Regions from separate parts of the Gossypium hirsutum genome. Here region 1 is linked to region 2. A link is a contact called in public Hi-C data. All regions are on one chromosome and are shown on one strand. Each heading gives the region's core, a stretch centred on a gene start, on an enhancer-like site or on the middle of the called end of the contact. The rest is flanking DNA. Distances are from core to core; before and after follow the strand shown. Region 1 holds the start of LOC107952728 (pre-mRNA-processing factor 39). Region 2 holds the start of LOC107952721 (glutathionyl-hydroquinone reductase YqjG).

Region 1 (6,535 bases), core at 2,682-5,181, 190 kb before region 2:
AATTCTGACAAAGGTCGACTTCCAGCCAACTCTTTGAAACTGTAATACGATAGGCATCAAGGAATAATGAAGTTGTGGGAATAATAAGCAGAACAACATGATGCACTACTGCACAATTATCCATAAAATCACTATTTTAAAAGTTAATGAGAAAATGCATTTGCATTTTGAACTATCCTCTACCACCCCATAAACCTCACCCCCCACCCCAATATTCAAACTCGTCTCCAAGTTAAAAGTCCCAAATTTTCTAGTGTCTCCTTCAGGCCTACATATGCATTCTTTTAAATCAAAAGAAAAGTCACCAAACATTAACATTCAAACAATTAAAAAACAATGCTTCGGATGAGCATGTTGTAGCCTTGAAACAACCCTGAGCAATTGCTGCTAAGATTATACAATGTGAAAAAACAAGTTAAGAAAGGAAACCACTGCTACTTAAAATTCAATTAGTAAATAGAGGATATTGCACCATAGACTCCATTTAATATCTACTTTTGATACCAGAAGGAAAGAGATTTATCTTAAGATGCAGAGGCAAAAAAGGATTTAATGGATTGAAGTACAAATTTCGCAGAAATTGGTAGGTAATTTTTTTAAGAATAACGACTAAATGAACCATGATAACAAGGTTATTGCATAAGTTTGGCCAATCTCACTAGAAAACCTCAGATAAATGAAGGAACATGGTAAACTAATGTAACTGTGCCAATAACACGAACAGTTAAATATGAAGAGACACAAAATAGGCTTACCTGTTGAAATACCTATCTAGCTGTTGATTAGGGTTCTCAAATATTCTAGTATAAATAGCAGCAAGGCGACTCCACTCCTGGTGCATGTATTCATATTCAATGTACTTATCCCAAAGAGGGAAAGATAGATAATCAGTTCCAACATATGCTAATCCTCGTTCAAAAAGCCTGAAACACCATGGAGCAGAATAGTTATTACACATGAAAAACCATACAGCAGTGCAGACAAGTCAACAAACAGAAGACAGAGGGAACAATGTTAAAGATGAAGGAACAATTCAATCTAGACATGTACATATGCTGCATTACCTTCCAGGTAAAAATCAAATGTTTAAAATAGAGCAACGATTGAGGCCATATAGCTCTTAACTGGATGATATCTTCCTAAAAGCATTTTGCATATTGATGCACCTCAAATTATCGAGGTTAAAGTAATAACTCAAAGATAACTACGTGAAGTGTGAAGAGCTCAGGAACATGGTCAATAACCTAAAATTGTTTCAACGATCACCCATACATTAGCCTCAAAATTAAGGGAATAAACAGAAGGGGGGAAAAAGAATTACTAAATTATATCCCTATCAAACCTCTCTGCCATGAATGTAAGGAATTGCTGTTGAAGGCATACCAGAATAAAATTTGAAAGCAACAACAATCATCAGATTTACATAACTGAGAAAAGCATACAAGCATGGTCTCCTACTGCAAACCAGGAAGAAGAATGGGTAGATTAGCAGTTTTTACCTTCGGATGGTCTCTGGATCTCCATATGTTTCAATGGCAAAAGCACAATATAGCACCCAGATATCCACAGAATATGTCACTCCCTGAACTGCTCTTTCATAGACCTCCACAACTTTGTCCATGGAGCCTATGCGTGCTTCATGATCCGCATACTTTTTCCAATAACCATAACACAAAGGAAACTCAGCCAAGAAAGCATCATAAACCTTCCGAATTTTCAGTATATTGTTCTGCATATGGACAGATGAAAACTCAATTGGCAGACAAGATACGCAAACTTAGATAGAAAATTAATGAGGATAAGTTCATAACCTAGGAATTCAAATCAACGCAAAAACCCCCTAGAAAAGACAAAATTAACTGAAAGATGGGCGGTGATCTTGCCTCACCCCACTAAAAAATGTTCAACAAAATTACATGCGACTTTTGTTAATTTTCACAAAATTATTAAGGTGAACCACCAGTCCCTCCCCAAATAATATTCATTTTAAGCATATGGAGCCTCTTTTCAACTACATAGTCTCCACTAAACTATACAAAAATAAAGAAGGAAAAAAAATTAGATATTAGCTAGGCAACATATCACTGATTTAAATAGCACATGTGATATGGCATCACGATTGCTATTCTGCAATTTTTGCTCTCTCTGCCACCAATAACATAATTAACCATGATAAGAATCCATTATGTCCGTGGCTTAAAACACATGCACAGATGCAATTTAAACCCATGAAACAGATAACTAGCTCACGAAATTTCCAACATGTAAAAGATAACAAGTCTGTGAAATTGTTCCCATGCAACAAATTTTCATGCTCACATACCTCTGCAACCTTCTCTGTTTCCTCTATCAATGCAGTCCAAGCATTAAAATCCAATGAATTGGCTCTCAAAATACTCCATAAACGTTCTTCTTCAGCAGAAATGGTTGGTGCTAGATGTCAAAAATAAAAATAAAGAAACAATTGAGTTTCACATTTTCTAAAACTTAAACACTATAATAACAATAATAAAAGGGGAAGGTAAAATGTTGAATAAGATGCTTTTAATCAAAACTAAGTGTAGACTGCAGATGTCGAAAGAACAATAAAGAACAATCAACCACATCACGTTGATCAGGAACAAAGCTTAATGGCAGAGTGCCAAGAGAAAAAGGCTGTTTCTATGCTAACGGAGTTTCAAGTCATTATGGCATACAGTAGGCTTGTTAACTTGAGATACAAATAGCAGAAAAATAAATCAAAATATTAAAATCATTACCAAGCCCACTTCTTAGTGCCTTTGTGCATAACTGATATACATGACAAAATGCCCAAGAAAAACATACCAGAACCATCCACAAACTCTGGTGCGGCAGAAGCACCACCTAAATTATCAAAAGCATTTCCATTCTCAACTGTGGTTGCATTTCCTGCTGCATTAACAACATTTCCATTTAGAGGATAATTACAACCAGCAGCTTTTGATGCATCTGCTGCCCTATTTCCAACTGCAACAGCAGTCTCATCTGTTGCTCCACCAGCTGGCTTACCGTCATACATTTCACTGCTTTGACCTTCTTGACCAGCAGAATTTGGATGACCACCAGAAGCAGTAGGATATCCAGTAGCCTGGGAGGAGTAAGCGCCAGAACCAGCAGAATTATAGGCTGCTGAAGTATAATCCATCATTGCTGATGAGTCGGCAACTACTGCTTCACTATCTCCCATTCGAGGTCGGGAAATTAAACCTGGAGTATGCACACTCAAACTAACAACCAAGAGAAGAATTTCAAGTCATTATTTTACAGGGAAACAATACCAACCAAAAATTAACAAAAACTTTTCTCCATAAAAGAATTAACTAAACGCCTGTTTTCACTTCTAACTTGCTAATTTTTTACTTACTCGTACATACAAACAAATATACAGGGAAAAAACGTAATTTTTTTTTTAAAGAATGGTGGTGAATAACTGAACGGCCAAATTAAATAATTTATAAGTAGAACTAATAAGCAGGAAAAATAAAGTTGTTTATCGCAGAGAAAACTTCAATACAAAGTAAAAGAGTGCAACCTAAAAACTCCAAACTTCAAAACAAATCCCTAGCCAATCTTGAAACGGTTTCCGCAAACCAAAACCCTAAGTTGGAGGAATTGACACAGGGAGAAAAAGGAAAAAGGCTGGGTACATACCGGAAGGAGCAGCAGCCGGCGTCGTTTTGCGAGGCCAGTTCTGGATTCAACACTTTAGAGTGATTTGAGTTGGTAAAATTAGATGAGGTTTTCTTAGAAAGTTCTTTAAGAGTTTTGCACTTTTCCTTTTTTTCTTTTTTTCTTTTTTCTTGGTGAGAGAGAGAGAAACGAAGCAAAGAGAACGAATAGGAGAGAGGAAAGGTAGGGTAAGTGGGCGTGGCGGTTTTTATTCTTTGGGTTACGTGGAGGTGGAGGTGAATCTGGGCCGTTTATTGTTTTTGGGTGATGGCCGTTGCCTTTTTCAGGAGGGCTTTGGTGGTGCCAGGTGGCGGAAATTTAGGAACCTACATAACTGGGCCTGCCTTCTTCATTTTATGAACCAGATTCATAAATTTAAGTATAAATTATATAAACAGTCACTCAAATTACAGTCACTCAACTTTGAGTTAATTAATAAAATAATTGTTCAAGTTTCATTTCAGTCATTCAATTTTAAAAAAATAACAAAACAGTATTTTTAACTATTTTTCGTTACAGACGTAACGAAAAAATGACATGGCATTTAAGGGTGGATTAGCTGTTATTTAATAGTTCCTTTTAACCCTAAACAGCCTTGGACAGTCGAAGAAGAAGAAGAGGAGAAGAAGAGAAAAAGAAGAATAAGAGAAAATGGAATGAGATGAGACTAGTGCTCAATTGGTTGAGTCTACTGCACCAAGGGTTCAAAGAAGTTTTGCTGATTTTAGAAGTTCTCATGCCGATTCATTATATGCTACAACGTTTGTTATGTATATATATTCCTATCAATAAATACCATTTTTCCTCCATTTTTTTTCTTCTTCCTGAACTCTTTCTTTTCTTTCTCTTTTCCCTTTAGGTGAAAATCTAGGGGATTCCGCTATTGTTTTCTTTTCCTTACATATGATTACATAAGATAACATAATCTAGAAAAGACTTAATTGTTTTCCTATTATCACTAGTTTAGTAAAATATTAATTACTATTAGTAATAATAAATAATAAATAATATTAACTAGTATGTAATATTGCATGTTTATAAAGTTTGCATCAGTCAGCTTATACAACTCAAGTTGCAACGAGCTAGCATTACCACCTTCATTTAGAATTTAAGCAACTCAACCTCTCAATCCATATTGATCTTAGAAGAAATAATATTTTACTTTCAAAAGTAGACGTCTCATTTGATTAGCTTTCTTTTTAAAAACAGTTGTTGAGGAAACTACAAGCATTGTTGCACTAGCAGCAGAAACAGCAATAATAGCCACCTATGACTAAACCGGCGAGAGAAGAAGAAGATATAGGGGGGTTAGGCAAAGGCCATCGGGGAAATGGGCAGCCGAAATACGTGATCCTCACAAAGCAGCAAGAGTTTGGTAGGCACCTTTGATACTGCGGAAGCCGCCGCAAAAGCCTATGATGAAGCTGCTTTGAAATTCAGGGGAAGCAGGGCCAAGTTAAATTTTCCTAAACTTGTAAGGCTTGTTCTTCAACTATGCAGAACTTTCCCACTACCCAAACATCAATTTCTAGTTCTTTAACAACCCAGTTTTGGCCACCTTATTCAACGCCATTGCCATAGCTTTACTATTCCCAACATCTTCACAGCCCTATAGCTGATATGCTGAGAGATTACTGGCAGTACTCTTAGTTGCTATAGAGTTCTACTGATTTCCATGGACAAGAAGCTACCAGCTTGATGGAACAGATGATGTAATCGTCTCAGTTACCTAACTTTCAACACCCATTCCTATCTTCTTCTTTGTCACCTTTTCCTTCTTCATTTGTAGCTCCTTCTTCTGCCGCTTCATCATCTTCTTCTTTATCTGCTTCTTTTCCTCTAGTTCTTGGTGAGCATCAACAATTGGACATTTTTAGGCAGTCATTAATCAAAGTCGGGCAAGTGGGTGAGATTTTCCAGTGCCTTCGTGGTCTCATCTAGTCATTATCCTTCATCCATTGGTTCATAGTAATCCCATGGTTTTTCAGGGATGCGGGTGGCTTGGGGTTGTTCAACAACTGTTGTTGTGGCTCTTGATTTGTAGCCATTGTTATGTTGTGGGAGAAAGAAGATGAAGAGAAAGGAGAGAAGAAGAAGAAAAAAATAAAAGAAGCATAAAGAGAAAAAGGTTGAGGGAGAAGAAGATGAAGAGAAAAATGAGAAGAAAAAGAAGAAATATTATTCTTACCAATCATCTTTTCTTTTCTTTTCTTTTACCCTTTGACTATTCGTCCAAAGTGGCAAGGTAATTGGTCACATCAACTAGTTAACTTGCCACATCAACACTCATGCTAATCAGTGACTATTTTGTCATTTTTTCATAACGTTAGTGATTGTTTTGTAACTTTTCGAAAGTTTAGTGATTGAAATGAAACTTAAGTGACTGTTTTGTCAGCTACCCTAAAGTTGAGTGACTATTGGTGTAATTTAACCTAAATTTAACTACTAGGGATCCCATATTTCACATTCACCTTTCAAATAATCATATTTGGGTTGAATTTTTTTAAATTTTAATTTTTTTATATTTATCGATATATGTTAGAGAGAGAAAGTAAAAATACGTCACCAAAATAAATTTTTACTAAAACTAGTAGTTTTGCTTCTTTACTTAGATAGTTAAATGTTAGTACTTTTATCCTTAAATCTCAGGTTGGATTTTTCTCTTTCACTTTTTTTTTATTTTCATATTGTTTCAAGTTTTTTTAATTAATATTTTTAACACATTATCTCTTTTGATTAGATGGTTAAATAATTGCATTTCTATCTTTGAGTTCCAAGTTTATTTCTTCTTGTAAGCCAATTTAATATGTATTTTTTATTTCATTTTATTTCAATTTTTTATTTT
Region 2 (6,924 bases), core at 2,954-5,453:
ATATGTTACTTGGACTCTATTGTGAGTGTCGGATATGGCTGTGTGTCTGGTATATCGGATACTGGTGCCGACTGAACTGTCAGCATAGTCTGTATTCACTTTCATGTCGAGAATTATAATTTTTTTTCTGCAATTACATTGATTCTGCTATAATTCACTTATGAGTCCACATAAATGTTAAATGAACACATACATACCATGCTATTTGCTCTCTCCGAATGCAATCAAATCTTGTGTTTGTGATAAACAACTTGTGGTTCCTACTGCAGAAAGTTTAGAGCGGTGGTTGATGCAACTTTGGAGGCCCATCTGCACTGTCCGCAGCTATATCTTTATAGCACAGTTGATAAGGTCGTTCCGTATAGGACTGTCCCCCTTTGCTGTTAACACCCCAACAGATATGATTTGCAGCTCTTCCCTTTAGCATTGATGACCAGCTCAAGGTTCGACATTGCACGTTCTACATGGTGGCCATAGGCTATTTCAGTTACTAGCCAACGACTGGTTTTAGTTTTAAAGTTATTTGGTGCTAGCAATGCTTGCATTGAGTTACTGATGACAAACATTTGAAATAACATGCATTAAGACGCACAGACATTGAGAAAAAGAGTATTGTAAATATTTCATTAAAGAGATTTGAAAGAAGAATGGATAGTTCTGTCCTTATGTCAAACTTATTTATACATGCTTTTTTTCTCTTCATGTATTTGACATTATGGATCTATTTGTCAGAATTCATAAATTAAAGCTAGTCCAAGATTGTAAATTTATGGTTTATGGAATTTTCAAAGCTCTGTCTTACAGGACACGCATCGAAGTGCAGTAATAGTTTTTGGTGCTTTGATAGCAAAGGTTTAAATATTTCACATTTTGCATTGTTATTCTCCTTTTTATTTTCTAATGTATATTCTAGCTTAATAATTGAGTATTATTATATATTTAATTTAATTTATTTATTTATAAATAAATCATTGTAATATATGTAAAAATAATTTAAAATATAAATTTATTAATATATGTAAAAATAGCTTTTCCAAAAAATATTTTCAGGTAATCTGCCAAACAACAGAAAATATTTTACACAGATTCATCCAAACACTAGAAAAGTAAATCATTTCCAGAAAAGTAAATCATTTTTCAGAAATCATTCTCCAGAAAATATTTTATTAGCAAACAAACGGAGCCTAAATAACAATTCAATTTTTTTTTGAATAAAAACAAGTAGTTATGTACAGTTTTTCCTCATTATGGCTCCACAGTTTCATCAATTTTAATTTCTTTCAATAAATATTTCAATAAATATTTCAAATTATGTTTTTCTTTTAAAGTGACATTAAGTGATATAAAAATAAATCAAAATTGTAAAAAAAACTTAACTAATAATTATTTGAATAGAAATTATTTTTATATAATTTTAAATATAATTATTTTATAAAAAAATATTTTCATCCTCCCGGTGTGAATAAATTCTAGTGTTTCTTAAGGCATTTTAAAAATATATAAACGTGTTTATATTTAAGTACGTATCATTTGCTTATGCATTCCATGTACAAGACTGACTTAGAAATGGTGGTCTATATAAATGTAAGTATGTGTCCACTTTATTTCATAAAAAAATAAAAAATATTGTGCTTTCTTCTTCTTCTTTTTTTTTTTTTTTTGTATATTTGCATTTCTTTAATATTATTATTTGAATTTTATTTTGTTTTAAGTTTAATTCACAATATTATTATTTCTGTCTACAAAAGTGTCTCATTCTATAACAGTTTATCATTCTTAGAGAGCCTTATTATAATAGAACACAGTGATAGTGTATGTAAGATTGGAATTCGAGATGATGAACAGTTTATTAGAGATAGCCTATAACTTAACTTTTTCTGTATCATTAATGTGGCAGGTCTCTTGGAAGTGGTTTCTTAGTTTATTAGAGATCATCGTCAGGTTGATTTGATGATAACAATGCTACAATATAATTTTTTAACAGTTTGATCAAAGTGATGCATCTTTAATTTATTTTTAAAATCTTCCAGTGTTGTGGTTATTGCCATTTTATCTTTCACCTTTTTTAAGATTATTCTGCGGCCATAACATCTGAGCATCAATTCTTAGTGTCTTATTCATCATTTGTATTATGTATCATGTGTTTGTATTCTTATTGTTTATGGTGGTAAATGAAAATATATATAGTTGGAATGTGAAGAGGAATAAGTTTTGCATGTAAAAGGAGTTCATTTTTTATACCTTTTTTTCTGCTTTTCAAAATGCAAAAGAAAGAAATGAACAGTGACAGAATTTAACATAATTTCATAAAATAATATATTTTAACAATTTAACATTATATACCAAAATTAAACAGATGTACAAGAGTTTAGACTTAAGGAGGTACTTACAAAACATGTTGCACTCTTTTACCTACAGAAGACATTGCTTCCCTCTCGGAGGGTCTACAGAGGAATTCATGCTCACACACTGAGGGCATAACTGGTCGAATGCTGCCGGGGTTTAACGGAAAAAGCATCCGGTAATACCCATCCATAATTTCCAGAAAGTTGCAAGTGGCGGCTACCTTCGGAATCTGATAAGAAGCACAACATTACAGTTCTACGTACTGCAGATTTTAAATCAGAAAACCTTAACAAAAACAGAATCCTAATCGATGCTATTCTTCGCCCCTAAACAGACTTATAGTGAGTGATACAAGATGCTCTACACAAGCATTACCAACTAAATTCACTGCCCAAATATGGAGAAACAACAAGGTCTTCTAGGCCAAGTTAAGCTAAAGCAGAAGTAGAAATGAAAATGATCTACATTTCATAACTGAGGATTTTTTTGAACTGCCAAGCAACCTAAAATCACCTTATTCTTTCACATTAACTTGCGGCTTGAGCTTAGTTGGAGTGGTTAAAGTGCAGTGGGTTCGAAAATTTAGACATATATGTATATGATTGTTTACAGCTATGATCTGAACAATTTCATAACATTTAACCATGCGGTACCTGATAAACATCGCGCATGTAAGCGTGAAGGTTGGTATACTCGAGCAGCTTTTTCTTCGTACATTTGAACAAAACATTATAGACAAGATCAAACCTAATCAATGTAGTAAACAAGCAAATATCCGCAAGAGTCAATCTGTCTCCACACAAGTAGCGTGAACTACCCAAGTGATCATCGATCCTAGCCAATGTACTAAACAAACCACTCACCGCAACATCATATGCCTCTTGGCTTTGAGCAAATCCACATCTACAACATCATCCAAATCATACTCAAACAAACTAGGGTAATTTATGCAACCATAGAAGTTTTAAACGTTAAAAGTAATTTTATCAAGCAAAGTTTTCAAAATTTCTTTTTACCTGTAAACTCCATTGTTAACATTGGGGTAAATCACCCGATTCCACTCTTCAATCTCCTCTTTCAGCTCCAAAGGGGAGAGATCCAAACCAGGGTGCTGGGCCAACTCGTTTAGACCCGAATTGAAGAACTCAATAATATCATAGCTCTCATTGCAAACTACTTCTTTCTTCTCTACATCCCACAGCATTGGCACCGTGGCCCGCCCATCATACCCGCCTTTTCTTAGCCTATAAACTTCCTTCAAATTCCGGCACCTATTTACCCTATCCATGGTAGGAACCAGGATATCATTGTCCTTGTCGGGGACATCTTTGAATTCCCAAGAGCCGTCGAGACCGTGGCCTGCGACGGAGACGGGGACGGCTTCTTCGAGGCCCTTGAGGGCACGGACGATTAGGGTCCGGTGGGCCCATGGACAGGGGAGGCCCACGTAGAGGTGAAGTTTGGTGGTTGCGGCGGTTGGGTTGAGGCGGAATTTTGAGGGAGGCCTGGTGTAAGCGCCGGAGGGATCGGAGGGAGCCAGTTGGGACATCATGATCTGCCACGTGGAAGTCCATGCTGTACGGACGGTTGAGATTAGAATTCCAGGAGGGAGGGATGCGCCCCAGAGCAGCTGGGAGACGTTTTTTATTAGACTGAAACCATTTGTGCTACCGCTGTTGTTATTAGTAGCGCTGTCGTTCAAGAACATTCTAGGGCTGACGTGGGATGCCAATTTTAAGGTAGTTTTGGGTGGAGAGTGCAACAGCAGGTGAGAGCTGGGCAGCGAAATGCAATGCATTGCTTTGTTTCTTTATTAAGTTCTGCAACTGTTTTCATTATTTTTATTTTTATTTATAATTATCTTTTTAGAGGAAGAACGGAGGAGAGGATATCATTCTCGGCTCGATCTCCTTTAAATAAAACGCTGCGTTTTGGTTTAAGAAAGTGAAAACCTGAATCAGTGTAGCCAAATAGTCCAAAAATCTCAAGTAAAGCCCTAGGCCAGCGTATATAATGAAGCAGCAGCCCTTTCTCAAGAAAACAGATATTTGCAAACGGCGGAGCGGATCAGAGCCGTTCAAGAATGTCGAAGCGAGGTAAACATTTTTCCTTCATTTTCTCTCACTTTCCGATTCTCCAACCAACACCCTCGCTGGTCTCGACGTTTATTTTTCTTTTCATTTGCAACAGGAAGGGGAGGTAGTGCGGGGACAAGTTCAGGATGTCACTGGGTTTGCCGGTGGCAGCGACGGTGAACTGCGCAGACAACACGGGAGCGAAGAACCTCTACATCATTTCTGTGAAAGGAATCAAAGGTCGTCTCAACAGGCTTCCATCGGCTTGTGTCGGCGACATGGTCATGGCTACCGTCAAGAAAGGAAAGCCAGATTTGAGGAAGAAGGTGTTGCCAGCTGTCATCGTCCGACAGCGGAAGCCTTGGCGTAGAAAGGATGGCGTCTACATGTACTTCGAAGGTCCAAACATTTCCTCTTGTCTCTTCCTTTTTTTTCTTCATCTTTGTTGCTTCGTTTGATAATGGGGTAGCTGGTTTCAATCGTTGGTTACTCTTAATGAGAAGCATAGAATTATGGGAATTTGCCAGTTCTAAACAGCATGATGTTGTTTATCTATTGCATTGTGTTACCTGTCTGCTGGTATATTTGATATAGTTATTACTTATTACATATTACTATTATTTATTTGCCTTACCTTTCAAAATGTAATTTGGGTTTATTATCTGTTTACAGATAATGCTGGTGTCATTGTCAACCCCAAAGGCGAAATGAAAGGTAAACCAACTCACTTCATCGTGTTCATTATATCTAGTTATAAATTACAAGTTTTCAACGAGTACTTGTGGGGCTCTAAACTTCAGATGTTTATCTTGTTCTTATCGCTTTTTAAATGTTCCTTTTCCTGTTTGCTATGGTTCTATTGCTCTTGCCTTGTTAGAATTGAGATCAAGTGAAGATTCCTGAAATTTTGCTATTGGTAATACCATAATTCTGAAACGAACACGCCTTTGTGCCTATTCTAATTTCTGCCCTTAGTAAAAATTATGTTACATCTGGGTGTGGTTGAGAGTGATGTATAAAGGCGTGTGTCCAATATTGATAGTGGGAAGAAACATAGGTTAGTGCAATACTTAAGAAAAATCAGTTGTCTTTTGTTGGCTTGTTACGCTATTCATCTGTAGCTAAGTGGCAGAAAGTGTTACTTTGTTGGATTGGTATTTGGAACTTACTGGTGCACATTGATTTGGTGTTTTCAGGATCTGCTATCACTGGCCCCATTGGAAAGGAATGTGCTGATCTGTGGCCTAGAATTGCAAGTGCTGCCAATGCTATTGTTTGAAAGATTTTCACGGTTTTTGTTTGACATTGTAGTTTTAATGTCATCTTTCTATTACTTATAACATGTTTCTGAGAGGTTTTGGCGAAACGGTAGTGACCCTGTAAACTTATTTTCTTATATCTAGTTGTCTAAAAACTCATTTTTAATTATTTTCTGTACATGCTTTATTTATGTTTTTAAGCGTAAGCAAGGCGACTGATCCCTCTCAATGATATCTAGCCACGTTGATCTTGTTGCAGTCCATGGTAAAAAGAACTCACCCATTGTGACTGCATGATACCCTATAGGAAGCTCATCGAACTTCAGTTATAACACATTACCAGCTTCTTCACATTCCCAGGGAAATATTCAATAGAATCTACCAAACAGCCAGACCTTGAATACATGCAAATTGATGTGCTTATTGTTGCCGACTGTGAAACAATAACTTTAATAACATCCTGGATCAGGATGTTACTGAGGATAAATCTTGATATTGTACATGATCTAATGTTAAATGTTATGAATTTTTTATTTGTACAATTTTAAAAATTGAATTTTTTTTTGATTTAATTTTCATAAATTGTTAATATCATCCATATATAAAATAATGAATTGATACATTTAAATCAATATTAAAGATTACAATTATTCACGTTGTTATTATTATTATTATTTTCTTTAAAAAATGGCACCCAATAAAAGTTTGTGATATAATATAAATATCGCCTGATGCTTTTTAGGTTTTGATTGTGCTGTTAAAATTGAGGATTTGAAAATTTGAGTTAATGTTTGTAATAATTGATTTTGATTAGAAAAAATAAAGCCCGTTTTTAAGAGAAATGAAGTTTTGAGGTATGCTACCTAGAAATGAGAGGTGGGTTTGCTTGCAGTCGAGTAAGGAGCCTTCTCAAAGGCTCGTTTTGTGAGGCCTCCTCGGAGCGGACAAACGTAACACCCGATCCTTGCGACAAAGACCCGACTGGTAACAGTAGCAAGTCCATATATGTTGCGGCCCTCAATTTAAAGGTTATTTTATCAAAATGACCCAAATAATATAAATAATTATAAAAATGACTTAGGTTCAAAAATAATTATCGAAATGACTTAAAATGAACAGTAAAATGTGGTTGAGGGGATTTAATGGCCAGCACTACCTTGATTTTAGACTCAACCATTGCTTGATGATTGTGTCAGGCATAAAAAAAAATTAATTTTTGAGGTTGGGGAGACTTAATGACTGGC

Evidence for each region. A called contact is a pair of places that touch in the nucleus more often than the background predicts.
Region 1: a Hi-C map of leaf shows a contact between it and region 2, with 3 times the contacts expected there. The contact joins the promoter of LOC107952728 here to the promoter of LOC107952721 in region 2. A contact is called at or near these places in 14 of 34 Hi-C or Micro-C datasets (anther, fibers, hypocotyl and 3 more).

What each region holds. Positions count from the first base shown.
Region 1 is chrA07:41,297,287-41,303,821 of Gossypium_hirsutum_v2.1, reverse strand. LOC107952728 (pre-mRNA-processing factor 39) reads right to left here and starts at 3,931. Exons shown (of 18, transcript XM_041118079.1): 1 at 3,673-3,931; 2 at 2,827-3,248; 3 at 2,324-2,433; 4 at 1,500-1,729; 5 at 756-923; 6 at 1-39. The coding sequence starts at 3,208.
Region 2 is chrA07:41,106,825-41,113,748 of Gossypium_hirsutum_v2.1, reverse strand. It overlaps LOC107952721 (glutathionyl-hydroquinone reductase YqjG), which reads right to left and starts at 4,203. Exons shown (of 4, transcript XM_016887883.2): 1 at 3,363-4,203; 2 at 3,000-3,249; 3 at 2,391-2,575; 4 at 107-460. The coding sequence starts at 4,144. The coding sequence ends at 439. It overlaps LOC121203930 (small nucleolar RNA snoR137), which reads left to right and starts at 4,866; the gene lies at 4,866-5,008. It also overlaps the pseudogene LOC107952723.